Linked DNA regions of Mus musculus: regions 2, 3, 4 and 5 are each linked to region 1. Evidence: chromatin contacts called from public HiChIP or PLAC-seq data. All regions are on one chromosome and are shown on one strand. Each heading gives the region's core, a stretch centred on a gene start, on an enhancer-like site or on the middle of the called end of the contact. The rest is flanking DNA. Distances are from core to core; before and after follow the strand shown. Region 1 holds the start of Nptx1 (neuronal pentraxin 1). Region 2 overlaps Rptor (regulatory associated protein of MTOR, complex 1). Region 3 overlaps Rptor (regulatory associated protein of MTOR, complex 1). Region 4 overlaps Rptor (regulatory associated protein of MTOR, complex 1). Region 5 overlaps Rptor (regulatory associated protein of MTOR, complex 1).

Region 1 (2,903 bases), core at 110-2,609:
CCCTGCCAATCTGGCTTCTACCTTCACCACCGGTGATGCCCACCGGAGAGTGGCATCCTCTGTCCGAAGGCTGCCAGTGGGTCCCGGACTGGCGCCTCACAGTCCGGACCTAGTCTGGTCCATCGCAGACCCGTAAAAGGAGTGAGGCAACCGAATGCTTGACTGGAAGGTCTATGGGGCGAACCCAGCCAGCCTGTAGTTGGGCTTTTCCAGTCATTTAAAACCCGATGTGGGTTCTCCCCGCCTTCGTTTTCTTTTCAACATAATTGGATCTTGGGCGAGTTCCCAGGTCCGATTCTGACTCCGACGTGGGGCTGCAGCCCAGACCCTTGTCCAGAGTCCCCAGAGGCATTGAAACCTGGACTGGAATCCCAGCCGGCAGTGCTGCTATCCAGAAAAAAAGGAGGTATGGGTGTGCAGGTGGCTGGGTAAGGTGTCTGTAGGAAAAGGGTAAAGAGGTGCGAACCCCTGTAGATGCGAAGTCGCTGCCCACCTCTGAAACCCCTCCTCCAAAGTCCAGGGGCGCGAGGAATGGGCTAGACGGGGTTTCAAGTGGACCGGTAAACCCAACGCTCACATACACCTACAAAGGGACACACAGACACGCCCAGAGCGGTAAGGGAAGAAGCTCCCCCAGGGGCCCCTTTTGAGTGGCCAGCCAGCTTCTGGGGCGCCACCTGCCTGGAACTAGGCTGGCTTGGATGGCAGGAAGGGTTTGATCCACAGATCCGAGAAGGCCTTAGCCCTGACGAGTGCATAGTGCGGGCTCTCGTTTCCGGGGGCGGGGGACATTATTAGGTCTACAATCCTCAGGAGTTGGAAGAAGGGGAATACAGTAGGGCGGGGAGCCAGGGCGTGGGGGATCCCCAGACTCAGAGTGCTCCGTGGCTTTCAGCCACAAATGTCCATGAATCATTGTTCGGCCTCGCGACCCCTTTTCTGGACCTCAGCGAGCTGAACGCAGGGGACACCGACGTTGACTATTTAGGAAGAAGAGGGCTGCGAGCGCATGGAGCCCGAACCACACGGGCGCTTAGTGTGGAGCAAGCGAACCGAGCTTGTCTTGTGGCCATTCTTCTTTTCCGAGCCCCGTTGGAGATTAGGGGTATTGGGCAGGTGCCCCACCATCTAATCCAGGCCCACGGCCGATCTCCTTCTTGGCCCTGTATTCTGGTAGTCTTCGGGGAAGCGGCGCGGGCCCAGGCGGGGGCGTGCGTGCGGAGGCGGTGGGAGGGGGCGGTGGCGGATCCGGGAGGGACGAGATGGGGAGGGCCGAGGTAGCTCCAGCCGCGCTCCCGTGCGACCCCCGCGGCGCCGCGGGGCCGGTCCGCACACAATTAAAGCGGGATTCCTCCCCCGCTGACGTCGGCGGCGCCGAGGCCCCTCCCGCGGCTGCATAAAAGGCGCGGGCTCCGCAGCGCAGGCGGCAGTGGGGGCCGAGGAGCGCGGCCGAGAAGACTGTGCGGCGTAGAAGCGCGGTGCTAGAGCGCGGGCCGCCTGCGGAGCGACTGCCCCAGCCAGCCCGATCCCGGTCTCAGCCCGATCCCCACCGGAGCCGAGCGGCCCCGGTGCTCCAAGTGTCCGGAGCCATGCTGGCCGGCCGCGCCGCACGCACCTGTGCGCTGCTCGCCCTCTGCCTCCTGGGCAGTGGGGCCCAAGATTTCGGGCCGACCCGCTTCATCTGCACTTCGGTGCCGGTGGATGCAGACATGTGTGCCGCGTCCGTGGCTGCGGGCGGCGCGGAGGAGCTTCGGAGCAACGTGCTGCAGCTCCGCGAGACCGTGCTGCAGCAGAAGGAGACCATCCTCAGCCAGAAGGAGACCATCAGGGAGCTGACCACCAAGCTTGGCCGCTGCGAGAGCCAGAGCACCCTGGACTCGGGTCCCGGCGAGGCCAGGTCGGGAGGCGGCCGCAAGCAGCCTGGCTCGGGCAAGAACACGATGGGCGACCTGTCCCGGACGCCGGCCGCGGAGACGCTCAGCCAACTCGGGCAAACTTTGCAATCTCTCAAAACCCGACTGGAGAACCTCGAGGTCCGCGTGAGCTGCGGTTTCCCCTCCGTGTTATGCGCCCTTCTGCCCTCGCCCACCCCATCCCGACCCGGTCCGGCACCCCCGTCCCCCCTTCCTTGCCTCTTCGGCGCGCTGATGCCTGACCGGCGCCTCTCGAACCCTGCGGGGCACCGAGGGCTGCCACTCGCTGGAGCTTCCCTCCAGGCCACCCCCGCAATCGCCCCAGGGACCGCGTCGCGGGCCTTCGCGCACGGTCCGGGCTGCACGCCTAACGGTGTGGTTTTCCCCTGCCCTTATGCCCCCGCAGCAGTACAGCCGCCTCAATTCTTCCAGCCAAACCAACAGCCTCAAGGATCTGCTGCAGAGCAAGATCGATGACCTGGAGCGGCAGGTGCTGTCTCGGGTGAACACTCTGGAGGAGGGGAAAGGGGGCCCCAAGAACGACACAGAGGAAAGGGCCAAGATCGAGAGCGCCTTGACCTCCCTACACCAACGGATCAGCGAGCTGGAGAAAGGTAAGGGCTCAGGGGAACGTGCTGCATGCTCTCCAGAGACAGCCTGCCTGGGTCCTGCTCCCTGCCCTGGCCTCTTGTCCCGGCCCCACTCTGTAATCCCTCCCCAGTTAGGGCTTCCTGCCCAGTTCCTAGGCTGGAGATACCTCTCCAGGGACGCAGCAGAGCTTAAGAAGGGATTGTACAGTACAGTCAGGACACTCGCAGGATTTTTTTTAAGTCTGATTTGTTTAATCTCCAGCAACTTTGCACAGTAGCTGTTTGTGGCCCAAGCCTTCCTTAGTAATGAAAGCCTTGCTTTCAGCTGGAATCTGTCACCAACAAAGATCTGGACACTAGCCTTCTGGGGCCATTGGGTATCTTTTCTGCCAATTGCCCA
Region 2 (2,903 bases), core at 105-2,604, 210 kb before region 1:
CTGCAGCTTTCCACCAAGACACTACTACCTGCTAAGAGGCTGAACCTGTTTTCCTGACACTATCAGACTAAGCAAGGAGATCCTGGCGTAGTGGGGGATGGGTTCCCCTCTTTATAAGCTCAGACTCATAAGCAAACATTGGCCTTGATCAGACCTTTGTCTTGGCTTGTTATTTCTCTCGCAGCCTTTCCCATCCAAAACCCCATGTTTCCTTTCAGGAACCCGGGAACCCGTGGCCAATGGAGACTATAAGCCTGGTAGGGAGCATGGTGAAAGCAGGCAGGCTTTGGTGCTGGAGCAGTAGCTGAGAGCTCATATCCTGATCCACAACTGCATGGTCAAGTGAGCTAACTGGGACCGGCCTGAGCTTCTGAAACCAGAGCCCACCCACAGTGATACTTCTCCTCTAACAAGGCCACACCTTCTAATCCTTCCCTAACAGTTCCACCAACTGCAGATGAGCCTGTAGTGGTCGTTCCTAATCAGACATCACAGAACCTAAACAAGATCTTAGCCCTGAAGTGGGGCAGGAGGTCTGTCCTCTAGCAAAGCTGCTGAGCTTCAAAGACTCTGGCTCAATACTATAAATGATAAAACCTTGCATTTACAGAAGCAACTCCTACTGACTCTGAGCCTAGTAGCCTTCCAGAGACAACATCAAGTGTTACCACAGTAGCAGAAAGGAGACACGATAGCAAAGTGCCCCACACCTTCCTTACACAGGATGTTCGCTTGGGGCCATCCTGCTGGGGCCGGGCGGAGGGAGCAGAGCTGCCGCTCCTGCAAACATCTTCAACACTGCACAGTTAGCACTTAATCTCCCAGAGACTCAGTGGCTTAACTGAAAGGGAGGAGTTCCTGACCTCACTCCAACCCAAAATAATGCTGTCATTTTCATTAATAGACAGCAGAACTGTATGCTGCCTGGTGCGACAGACATCAATCTCCTTTACAGCTGGTCTCAAAGCAAACTGAATACCTCTGAGTCAGAGCTTCCAGCAGCACACACATATGCCCATAATAAATTTAAAATGGTATTATGCCACTCAATCAAAGAAATAGAAACAGCTAAAGGAAAACGATATATATTTTGGATGCTTACACTATACTGATATATATGGGAAGCAAGGCAATTACTTACAGAGAATATTACAACTGTTAACTTAAGAATTACTGAAGTCAGTTTTGAAAATAAGAAAGAGGCAAATTTCCTGAGGCAAAAATGAAAAAAAAAAATCTGCACAATGTCTTCTGACAAGTGCTTCTTCATCAAACAAGAGCCATCCACACACGGCCGCAGACACGGCTGACTCTGTATTCACAGAGCTCAGCTGCATCTGGACCGATTGCCAAGCACGGGCATTCTGAAGCAACCTCCCGTATACAATGAAGACAGTAGTTTTCAGTATTATTAAGGAAAGGAGGGAGGGAAAGTCCTGAGCTTTCTTTCCTAGGCCATTCACAGTCCTCAATGTGACTGTCATTTCACAGCCTAATCCTGGTTTCATGTTTCTGCAACAGTAACTGGCACACTACAGCTTAAGATCACACCTGGCCAGTGCTTATTTTTGTAAATAACATTTGTGAAGCCCAGCCACACCCACCTGTCACATCTGGTCCCTGAAACAACAGAGCTGGGATTACTCAGGAACTGACCCTTCTGATACTGTGAGAGCAACTCTGAACTCACCGACCACCATCTTCACAATGCTAGGCCCTAAAGCCCCAGACTAGTTTGTGAACACATGGAGAGTGGGATGGGAGGTGATGGGGGAAAAGCTGACATGTGCTTTGAAGATAAAAATGTTGGTTACTCCCTCCCTCTCATTTTGTACTTTTCATTAATTCTCTGAAAAGATATACTCAGTTTTTATTAAAATGTACGAAACTGACTTTACAATGAAAAAAAAAACCCTAATTCTAAAAACATGGGTAATTACCAAATGAAAAAATATATTCCCTTTTCTATCAGACTCATTGCAGTACCTCCCTGAGATTACAGATCTACCCGCTAGAGCTGAGCTGACAGCATTCGGGCACTAGATGTGAATGAGGACCATTCTCCCCAACTGCGTGCGGCACAATGGTGCTAAAGTCCATGTTATGGAAGTTGTGTCAACTTGGTTTTTACTGTACTTCCTACTAATGCTTAATGCTTACTTAAACTTAATTATGTCCTCAGTCCAAAAAGGATTTCAGGCACCTAAGCAATGACATGCTTTTTGGGTAGAGCAAGCCCATCCTCTGCTTGGCAGCGGGGTGTGGAGTCCTTAGAGCTGCCCAGACCTACAGGCATAAGCCCTGCGCGTGTGGAGTTGGAGATCAGTGCAGGGCAGTGCAGGGCAGGCGCACTGAGGTCTGGCAGAGGCACTAAGGCAGTGTGTTAGGAAGGAAGGCATGGGTGAGTCCAGGCACAGTGTCAGGCTCTGTGGGTGCTTGTGTCTATTTCTGCTCACCCTCCTTACACATCTAATCACCTGCCTAGAGAACTGCATAAGGGAGCTAGTCTGCAGCAGGATATGCAGTGTCACAACAGAGCTGGTGCCCTGGCCCATTCTTTTCAGAAAGCACTCTGAAAAGCTGGGGAGTTCCAAGGCAGAGGTGGAAGTGGTCATGTAGCCAGCTCTGTAGGGTCCACAGTACCCTGACAGCTCTGACACACAGTCACTCAATAGCTTTCTGCTTGTACTACAGATATGATCATGCCTACCGAGGACTGACGGCCACACTCGCTCGTCATTACCTGGATCGTGTTCTTAAATACGATTCTCCAGGAATTGCACACATGCACACTCAGGGCTATCCCTCAGTCCTGGGTGATGAAGTCATCCCGTGACTCTACAGCCTAACAAAGCCCACCCAATGGCCTTGACTCCCTCCCCTGAAGCTCTGCAGCCTGGTGG
Region 3 (2,903 bases), core at 132-2,631, 190 kb before region 1:
CTCCATCTGTGACAAGCTCTGTATTCAGGAGGACACATCACAGGTACTCCTTTTATGTATATGTTCTGTAAGAATCTACAAGACAGGATGCACACAGACCACTGCAAGGGAGCAAGTGGGCATGCCCAGTGATAGGCTTCCATGTCCCTCCCAAGCCGCTGTAAGTATATGAATGTGGAGAAATGTTCTTCATCAATGACACTGGAAAAGTCTCTCCAGCTCTCGATGCCTAGAGACTAAAAGTAACCTTGTAGTGTGCAGAGCACAACAACAGCAGTGAGGACCACTGCAACCTGAGTCAGTTCATACGTCTCACACACTGTAGGCCCCAAGAGGAATGAATGCAGCTCTCGGGGTCTGTGTAGCTGCTGATGACCAGAGACACTGTCATCTATATTGTGTTCCAGATGCAAGCCCACAGGTCCCACAAACAGCAAACAAGCATGAATTAAGTCTGCTATTTACATTTGCCCAAATGCAAAGTTACATTTAAATCTCTAAATCATCAAGTTACTTAGTATTGATTTATTAAAATAATGAAGGCCAGATATATTAGGGAAACCTTTAACAACTTCCATCTTCCACAATGCATTAATAGCAAGGTACAGGGCAACACCCAGATCCTAAGAGCTGGTACCCACCCATAAGGCAACACTGAACAAACCCTAGAACCGAACACTGGTATTTATTGGCCCTGTGCCTTTAGTTATGAAGGACTTGTACTGACTCCCATCCACGCAGGTGCCTCCCATTGTAGATGGCTTAAATACATCAACACATCTGACACCTGACTAGGAGCAGATTCCTTGATGATCTGTTCCCACAGTGACATTTCTCCATGTCCATACACTGCACAGAACTGTGCACTGTGCCACGAACAGCAGCATCCCTGGCTGTAACCAACCAAGGCCAGAGCCAGTTAGCCCTGACCATCCAAAGGATCTCCAAATGTCGTCAAATGCTCCTTAAGGAAAACTGACTGAAAAGGGGGACAGTCTCACCAAAACCATTAGCTGTGTAGTTTAGTGAGGACAAACTTGACAGGCTGTGATCCTCTGGGACAACAAAATCCACTCTATTAAACCACCAGGAAGAGAATGGCCTTTGAGAGCTAAGCTTCACTAACAAGCTCATTGGCTCCCAGAACCCATCTCAAAAGGACTGCCGAGGGTTTGTCAAGCTCCAGGCCAGAATTAAGGTCCTACGAGCCAGCCAAGTGCAGCTGCAAGCACGGCCTTGGCACACAGGGGATCAACACCCAGTGCAGCAGGAACAAAAGAAGCCACATGTCCTTTGGGAACCCGGCCCTGTACCTGAGTACTCCCTGATGGGCAGAGGCCCCACCCAGCATTCAGAAACCCTGGCAAGCAGAGACTGGGGAACAGAGAGGGGCTGTGAGCAGAGGGCTGGCTTCAGGCCTGCCTAGACTGAGAGAGCAGGGAAGCCCTAATCAAAGAGCTAGAAATGGGTTTTATAGAATGTATTCATTAAAATTCACTTTCTCTGACAGATCCCGTTAAACACAAGGGGGAAACACCACTTGCTTTATCAGACTGTCACTGCAGGCTGTGTCAACTGTAACAGCAGCTATGGTTGGAAAAAGCCCAGCCCACAACAGTGCAGGAATACCTGGTCTTTTACCAGGTCAATCTCTTGGAAGGGTCGGATCCCAGGAACACATGCACTGCACCACTAAGACTTCTGGGAAGAGTGAAGCTAAGCTCTGATTTCAACTATGGAGCAGATGGCAATGCCATGCAACTCCTACGCCTGGTACTGCCACAACAATGAGCAGAGAGAAAGGCAAAGATGATCAACAGGCCACCCCCAGGGAGGGCCAGACAGAGCTGCAGTGGAGTGGATGGTGGGGAAGAGGGATCTAGCTTTGTCAAGTGCACAGTGGCACCCCCATAGATGCACCCTAGACAGGCAAACCTGGACACATGGAACAGTCACTTTGATGTCCAGCAAAGGAGTGGCATCAAGTCTCCTAGGGAGTGCTGAGGCCATAGATGCCATTGGCCTACGAGTTTCTGAGAAACTCAAACTTCCTCTTCCAGGTGTATCTGTGGACAGTAGGCATGCAGAGGATGACATGAGGCTCTACAGAGCCTCTCCCAGGCTTGGCCATTGCGATAAGCTCACAGAAACACCATCACAATTGCTGCCACTGATCTCCTAACCCTGTCAGCACTCTGCGGTGGTGGTGTTCTCAACATACAGCATCCTAACGTCACAGCAGTTATGGGGGGGGGGCATGCTGATGTTCTGCCTCCTGTGCCTCTGGGGGCTCAGCCTGCTTTCTCATGTAGACATAAGCTCAGACAGCAGCTGATGCACATGCCACCAGCAGCAACCTCTGTTTACCTCTTCCCTCATTCCCTTTCTTCCCCCTTCCTTCTTTCCCACATCTCAGAGAAAGCAGGGTTCCTTGGGTCTTGCTCTCAGCAGACACGATTTTCCTACATCATCCCCTTTCTCATGATTCATCCACTAATGTCATCCTCTGTCTCTCTGAACTATCTACAAGCAGAGTTGCCTCCTCCTGACACAGAAAGCACTCATCACCTGACAGCTTCCTGCAATCCCACCTTCCTTTATCTGCTGTAGACTCACTACAGTATAAAGAGTGTAGCCTATTCAAGAACATCCACAGAAATCTGAAATCTTAACAACTTCAGTCCTAGTCTAGCCCCAAGTCTCTCACTCCCCACTTGATCATCGTCTGAGTTCTCTACAACACACAAATGCACAAATACAGACCCACATAGCACAGGTTAGCCCTTGAAAAAACATGCCCAACTGTATCCACCACAAAGACAATGAACATGCCAAGAGCTCACATCTTTGTTTCTAAGTAAGGTTCTTGGGTGGACCTAGCATCTGTATGGAAATGGCTCACA
Region 4 (2,903 bases), core at 240-2,739, 150 kb before region 1:
CCATGGCATAGCACACGCTTACACCAGCCCTAACCTTCAAACTCAGAGGCACAGTGTGACCCTCAGAGGCCAGCTCCAGGGGTCGCTCTAAGAATGTGCTCTTCTTAAGTAGCAAGGACTGACCTCACATCTAGGCAGAAGACACTCAGAATACAACTGAGCTAAATCTCATCTCTGTTAGCTACATTTTTGTTGTTGTTGTTGTTGTTGTTGTTGCTGTTTTGGGGAATTTTGTGGTGGTTTTGTTTCATTGTCTTTTGTTGACTGGCCTGGACTCTTAGGACCACCTGCCCCTGCCACACTGAGGCACTGCTGGGATTAAGGGTGGCACTGCTTCAACTCACTGAGTTATGTGGTCTCAGACATATAGAGCACTTGCCTGAGCCGATGTCATGAGAAGTGTAAAGGCTTTAGTCACTCTTAAGGGACGTTTGGCCTGTATCTGTCCCAGAGAACCTCACAAGGCAGACTCCATTATCCTGAGAGAAAATGCAAGCCCCACTCCCACCCCTTGGATCCCCAACTCTGTTCTCAGGGTAACTCGGGTGGTTGCTCTCTTACTCCTAGAAAAGTGTCCATAACCAGAGGCAGCCAGGAACACAGGAAGATCAGGAGATCTGAGCTATCAACAGGAACTCAAAGAATGGAAATGGAATTATCAAGACAAATGGGGTGAGGGGTGCAAACATGAAATAACAACTCACAGTAAAACTATGGCAGTAGCCCTTAGCTATAAAGAAACAGTCAACCTCATTTTATACTAAAAATGAGAATTAAGATTAAAAAACAGACACATGTACTGGCCTGTAGTACTCGGAAACTCTGGGTTCTGCAAGGAGGCTCTCTATGTGCTACTATGAGAATACAAAATGACAGGGGATGCTATCTTGGAAAAAACTTAACTATAACCAAACAACAACAACAAAAACACCTGCAGTGTACCTTGGTGGCCCAGTGATACTATGGTTCACCTCAGAGACACAGCCTTAACAACGGACCAGAGTGTGGAATGTTCCCAGCATGCTGAGGGCCTGTGAGCAACAGTGGCTGATACTGGTGGAGTGTCCAGTGCTAAATGAGTACTAAGGTCCCCAGAAGTGGTGTGAGTGGCTCCCAGGAGTATGTGCAGTATGATGTCTGTGTAAAAATGATCCAAAGAAAAACGACTAAAGAAGCATAAGAAAGATAGCTATAGCTACAGCAATTAGACACGGGGCAGATGTGGATAGGGATGGAATAACACAATTCTGTGCATAACTTTTTGAACACTTTTGATGCATAAATCTCTATTAATGTTTTATAAATTCAAAATATACAATTTGATTGGGGATACAGTCCAATGGTATCATGTGTATCCAGCAAGCCCAGGGCCCGGGGTACCATCCCAATTCTACAAAAAAAAAAGTAATTAAAATAAGGTGGGGAGGCACAAGCTGGAATGCAAAAGCAAACAAATGACTCATGCCAGGCATGAATCACACCGGAATCCTAGTACTCTGCATGGATCACACCTGAATCCTAGTACTCTGCAGACTGAGACAGAAATTCCCAAGAGCTTTGGTCTGCATAGGCCACAGAGTAAGACCCTCTCTCCAATCCCTTTCCTAGCACACCCTCCCAATGATGCCTCACACCCTGCTAATTAGCATCCAAGGTTGGAAACTATAGCCAATACTCTAGTCCTGCCAGAAGATAATCCTAAATGCAGGCTGAAGCCAGGCCAAGTGTGGACCCACAGAGGCACAGGATGCAGTCAGAACTCAGCCTGTACCAAGTCAGTGTACAAAGCATGAGAATCCACGGGACTGAGCCTAGTATGCACTTCTCAAGAACCACAGCTCAGTCCACCTTTTGCCACAGGTGACACGCCCAGGCTCCAAGGGTGAGGTCTGAGCATGTCTGGGCCAGTCAGGTCTCCTACTTCATACACCTAAATATCTGCTAGGTTCATCAGATGTGATGTAGGATGGGACTCAGTCACTGATATTTAATGAACAGCCATCAGTTGTGTCAGCTTAGTAACCCCTAAAGTTCATATAACAGGAAAGACTATCCCTACATTTTTTCTTAATATCTAATAGTCAACTCAATACCCAATAAAGTGAATGAAATAAAATTGAACCTCACAAAGGTATAGCAAGCCTATGCAGTATTGATTTTTTTTTTAAGATTTATTTTATTTATATGAGTATACTGTAGCTATCTTCAAACACACCAGAAGAGGGTATCGGGTCACACTAAGGATGACTGTGAGCCACCATGTGGTTGCTGGGAATTGAACTCAGGAGCTTTGGAAGAGTAGAGGATGCTCTAACCGCTGGGCCGTGTCTCCAGCCCCAGTATTGATCTTTATTAAGAGCTGGTTTCTCAGCTACATGCCACTGCCCTCACCTGCATGGCACAGCAGCTGTTCCACAGTCTGCTTTTAGCAGAAGCGCTGTCTGAGCAGAGCTCACCCATGTGCTCACTGTCCACTCTCTCCTGTCTGGGATTGCAACTGGTCACGTACAGGATAAAGAAACCACTAGATAAGGGTATACACTGAGTGAGCTTAGCAGGTGAGACCCTCGGAACCCCAGGCCAAACCAACTGTTGTCTCCATGGCATAGGCACTCTGCTTATTACTTGCTTTGAGAAAACTCTTAATGATGCTCTTCTCCTAAAGAACTATTGATTCTAAATCAAAAGCAAAACCAGCTACTCGTTGCTGATGACTGTGAACCTCATTTTACTGACTGCCATTTAACTGGTCCTTTACAAAGCATAGCAGGCACAACAAAGAAAGTACCAACCTAGCCCCTGTGGGGCTCAACTCTAGCAGGTCAGGCCACTGCATGCAACAGAGCACTATATAGAGGTACTATATAAACAACCAGCCCTCTGGGCACAGCAAGGTCAAGCAT
Region 5 (2,903 bases), core at 252-2,751, 130 kb before region 1:
AGGTTCCAAAGCCCACCCAAGTAATAAAGGCATAGGTGCCAGAGGCTGGGTGAGTTATAGATTCAGTCTTCAGCAAGCATGGTTTCTTTGTCAAAATCTGTCAAACAGAAACGCTGACCTCATCGGGAGGGCAGAGTGGTGAGAGAGATCCTTGGGAGGCTATGAGGAAAGGACTGAGCCCTCTTTACAAGATGAGCAGCAGAGGTGGAGAGGTGCTTGCTCTTCAGACAATACTAGAGACAGGGAGACAGCAAGCAGGATGAGGAGGGTAGGTATGAAGGAACTCTCTGGGGTAGAAAGTTTCAGAGTGGCAGCGTGTGTGTCCTAGTGTGGCTTGGGGACCACTCAGGAAGAAGGCTGGGCATCAAGGACCCTCTGGGTGCTGGGGCTGACCTGCTCAATATTATTCCCATCAGCCCTCCACTTACCGTTTGTCTGTTTGTTTGTTCCCAAACAGGGTTTCTCTGTGCAGCCCTGGCTGTCCTCAGCCCACTCTGTAGACCAGGCTAGGTTCCAACTCAAGAGATGCCCCTTGCCTTTGCCTCCCAAGTACTGGGATAAAAGGTCTACACCACCATGCCCACCCCAGCTTCAACTTCCATTTTCAGTCTGAGAAGAATGAAGCAGTAGCACTTGAAGTCAGGGTAAAGGGCTAAAGAATGTCACTGTTAAATCTGGCCAGACCAAAGCCAAGAGTCTCTCCACAGCCGCTAAGCTACCTGCCCTCTCACCAAGGCAGAGACAGCAAGGCCGAGGGCAATCCTCAGAGCCTGATGCAGCACAGCAAGGGAGGGAGAGGAGGAGCAGTGGTGGACGGCTGGAACCTACTCTGTGCACCACTCACCCTTCCCACTGCCTCTGAGAGCGAGCCTTTGACACAGGGACTGCAAATAACGCCACTTTCAAGAAAGCTGGAGTCCCACAGCACTCTAGTCACACAGCATGATACATCCTGCAGGTGAAAGCAGACGCATCTCCACAACCTACCTTTCTCTAAAGTATGTGTAAGCTTTCAAAAGAATGGGTAGTCAAGAGATGGCGACTCCTTTGTGCTCTCATTAGCTAAAATGGCAGCTTAGGTTTGCAAGTTTGGAACTGGTTTTAGATCTAAGTTCCACATCCAGAGGGCTGTTGTAACACCGTGGCCTTTGGGGACAGGGCAAGACAGGAAGTGCGTGGGCAGGGCTGACTAATAAGCCTTTCGGCTGAAGAGCATCCATCGGAATTGTCCCTGAACATGCTGCATGGAAAGGCTGTCAGGCAAGAAGAGAGGAAAGAGGAGGGGAAACAGGCTGGTACAAGATTATGGCCAGAGCAGAAAAACATGCAAAATGTTTGTCTTGGGGACAGTTGCTAACATCTGGGCAGGAAGCAGCTAAGGGAGACTATCACAACACAATGGTTAACCCCAAGACTGCCACAAGACACATCTACACCATCTTACAAATTTAATGAGATCAGGGGCAAAGCGCATCACACAAGAGTTTGAATCATGTCAGTATGAGTCATTCAGCTACAATTCTGCCCGTGGCTAGGAGCCCTCACTTGCAGTTTGTCACAGAAACACAGACAGGTGGATCATGCCCAAGCTCTGGCTCCACAGAGAATCCAGCTATTTTGGAGGAAAGAGAAGGCTGCCAGCAGAGGAAGTCAGGAGGATAGCACAGTCATGACATAGGGGCAGCCTACAAAGGAGTGACATCGATGCCATGATAGTGCTGTGTCCAGATGGGCAGTACTGTTCTATCAAAATGTGATTGTCCCAAGCTGAGAGCCACCACTACTAGTTCAAGGCAGGCTACTCCACAGTGATCTCTGAGCACCCCCACTCCACCCCTGAGCTCCACTCGCTTCTTTTCAGGTTGTCCACATGCAACTCTGACGCGCTCCCGAGTAAGGCAGAGCACACTGACTTGCACCAGTACTGGTGTGCAGCACATCCCACTGTAAATCCCATAGAGAACACTAGGGTGGGGTGAGGAGGAGCACTAGCACCATCCGTCCCACCCCGCTCCTCCCTTAGAGCAGAGCAAGCATGTAGAGCCTTCTGACACAGGAACCAGGAGCAGTCCAGAGAAGAGGCTAGTAGGACCCCAAGCCCCTCTCGAGGGCTCTGAGGGTGTAGGCAGCAGGGAAGGAGAGAGAGAGCTGGAGCAGTACTCCATGCTTGACCCCTCAGGCTTCCCAACAACCTGCAGCTAGCCTGCTTAAGGGAGGAGGCACATAGGTCCAGCCCCTGCAACCCAGAAGTACGGACGTGCACATAAACACTAGGCTCTGCAAACACCTGTGCCTAAACCCCACAGGACAAGCCTGTAAACCCAACAGAAAGAAATGTGTCTGTCCCTGGCCACGTCAGCTCTACTTCCTAGAAAGCAGCTAACAAGGCATGTGTGCAGTCCAAGTGTACAACCCGATCACAAAGCTAAGATGGCTGCTCTTCAGAGGAGGAGTGTGCCCAGGAGCCTTGCTTTGCTGGAGAGAGACCCCACTTCCCAAGTCCACTGCTTGTTGAGAAGATCTATAAAAACATGTTTCATTCGTTGACTACAAATCCACTGTGACAGATACAAGAATGCACTGCAGAGGAGCTAAGATTTAAGACCTGCTGACTGCAGCCTCGGGAAACAGGAGTGTGTGGCTCCTACTGACCACTCAGCTCCCTGAAACGCCACGGTGACTGCACAGAGCCTTTGCCATTCATTCCTGCTGGCCAAGATGAGAAAGAGCTCCTACAGTTATGTGCACTCACAGCGAAAAGCCTGTCCCCTTGCCTGGCAAACAGGCCCGTTCAGTGGTCACCTCAGCTCCCTGCCAACTGTTACAGGTGCACCAACCCTCCTTACCTCCCACAGTAAACGGTAATGACTCCCACAGAACCTACCTGGGAGCCACAGGAGAGC

Evidence for each region. HiChIP or PLAC-seq counts read pairs in DNA pulled down with a chosen protein or histone mark.
Region 2: an H3K4me3 HiChIP or PLAC-seq map of embryonic stem cells shows a contact between it and region 1, with 2.9 times the contacts expected there. The contact joins the enhancer-like site here to the promoter of Nptx1 in region 1. A contact is called at or near these places in 9 of 39 promoter capture datasets (the C10 cell line, the HPC-7 cell line, cranial neural crest and 6 more), 4 of 484 Hi-C or Micro-C datasets (the G1E-ER4 cell line, the N1E-115 cell line, bone marrow-derived macrophages and 1 more), 17 of 115 datasets of contacts at active chromatin or transcription factors (astrocytes, bone marrow-derived macrophages, craniofacial prominence and 11 more) and 3 of 9 other capture datasets (adipose tissue, embryonic stem cells and liver).
Region 3: a contact with region 1 is called in an H3K4me3 HiChIP or PLAC-seq map of forebrain, with 4 times the contacts expected there. The contact joins the enhancer-like site here to the promoter of Nptx1 in region 1. A contact is called at or near these places in 3 of 39 promoter capture datasets (cranial neural crest, neural stem cells and pre-B cells), 6 of 484 Hi-C or Micro-C datasets (the N1E-115 cell line, bone marrow-derived macrophages, cerebellum and 3 more), 13 of 115 datasets of contacts at active chromatin or transcription factors (astrocytes, craniofacial prominence, embryonic forebrain and 8 more) and 2 of 9 other capture datasets (embryonic stem cells and liver).
Region 4: an HNF4G HiChIP or PLAC-seq map of pancreatic cancer cells shows a contact between it and region 1. The contact joins the enhancer-like site here to the promoter of Nptx1 in region 1. A contact is called at or near these places in 2 of 484 Hi-C or Micro-C datasets (bone marrow-derived macrophages and nephron progenitors), 4 of 115 datasets of contacts at active chromatin or transcription factors (craniofacial prominence, embryonic stem cells, kidney and 1 more) and 1 of 9 other capture datasets (embryonic stem cells).
Region 5: an H3K27ac HiChIP or PLAC-seq map of bone marrow-derived dendritic cells shows a contact between it and region 1, with 2.0 times the contacts expected there. The contact joins the enhancer-like site here to the promoter of Nptx1 in region 1. A contact is called at or near these places in 3 of 484 Hi-C or Micro-C datasets (the N1E-115 cell line, nephron progenitors and uterus), 11 of 115 datasets of contacts at active chromatin or transcription factors (SST interneurons, bone marrow-derived dendritic cells, bone marrow-derived macrophages and 7 more) and 2 of 9 other capture datasets (embryonic stem cells and liver).

Annotation. Positions count from the first base shown.
Region 1 is chr11:119,546,276-119,549,178 of GRCm38.p6, reverse strand. Nptx1 (neuronal pentraxin 1) reads left to right here and starts at 1,359. Exons shown (of 5, transcript NM_008730.2): 1 at 1,359-2,033; 2 at 2,320-2,527. The coding sequence starts at 1,590. It overlaps Gm11762 (predicted gene 11762), which reads right to left and starts at 549. Exons shown (of 4, transcript NR_045099.1): 1 at 1-549.
Region 2 is chr11:119,757,567-119,760,469 of GRCm38.p6, reverse strand. All of the region lies in intron 6 of Rptor (regulatory associated protein of MTOR, complex 1), which reads right to left. Among named protein-coding and RNA genes, the nearest start is that of Rptoros, 75 kb to the left of the region's middle. Within about 2 kb of position 1,354, at least 23 of the 459 cell types and tissues checked have an H3K27ac peak or open chromatin away from gene starts, as enhancers often do. A contact at or near this core is called in embryonic stem cells, hippocampal neurons, neural stem cells and 1 more, where this site is marked.
Region 3 is chr11:119,738,054-119,740,956 of GRCm38.p6, reverse strand. The region is part of intron 4 of Rptor (regulatory associated protein of MTOR, complex 1); the gene reads right to left. Among named protein-coding and RNA genes, the nearest start is that of Rptoros, 95 kb to the left of the region's middle. Within about 2 kb of position 1,381, at least 34 of the 459 cell types and tissues checked have an H3K27ac peak or open chromatin away from gene starts, as enhancers often do. A contact at or near this core is called in forebrain, neural stem cells and oligodendrocyte precursor cells, where this site is marked.
Region 4 is chr11:119,695,162-119,698,064 of GRCm38.p6, reverse strand. The region is part of intron 3 of Rptor (regulatory associated protein of MTOR, complex 1); the gene reads right to left. Among named protein-coding and RNA genes, the nearest start is that of Rptor, 94 kb to the right of the region's middle. Within about 2 kb of position 1,489, at least 28 of the 459 cell types and tissues checked have an H3K27ac peak or open chromatin away from gene starts, as enhancers often do. A contact at or near this core is called in pancreatic cancer cells, where this site is marked.
Region 5 is chr11:119,675,604-119,678,506 of GRCm38.p6, reverse strand. The region is part of intron 3 of Rptor (regulatory associated protein of MTOR, complex 1); the gene reads right to left. Among named protein-coding and RNA genes, the nearest start is that of Rptor, 74 kb to the right of the region's middle. Within about 2 kb of position 1,501, at least 132 of the 459 cell types and tissues checked have an H3K27ac peak or open chromatin away from gene starts, as enhancers often do. A contact at or near this core is called in the N1E-115 cell line, bone marrow-derived dendritic cells, bone marrow-derived macrophages and 2 more, where this site is marked.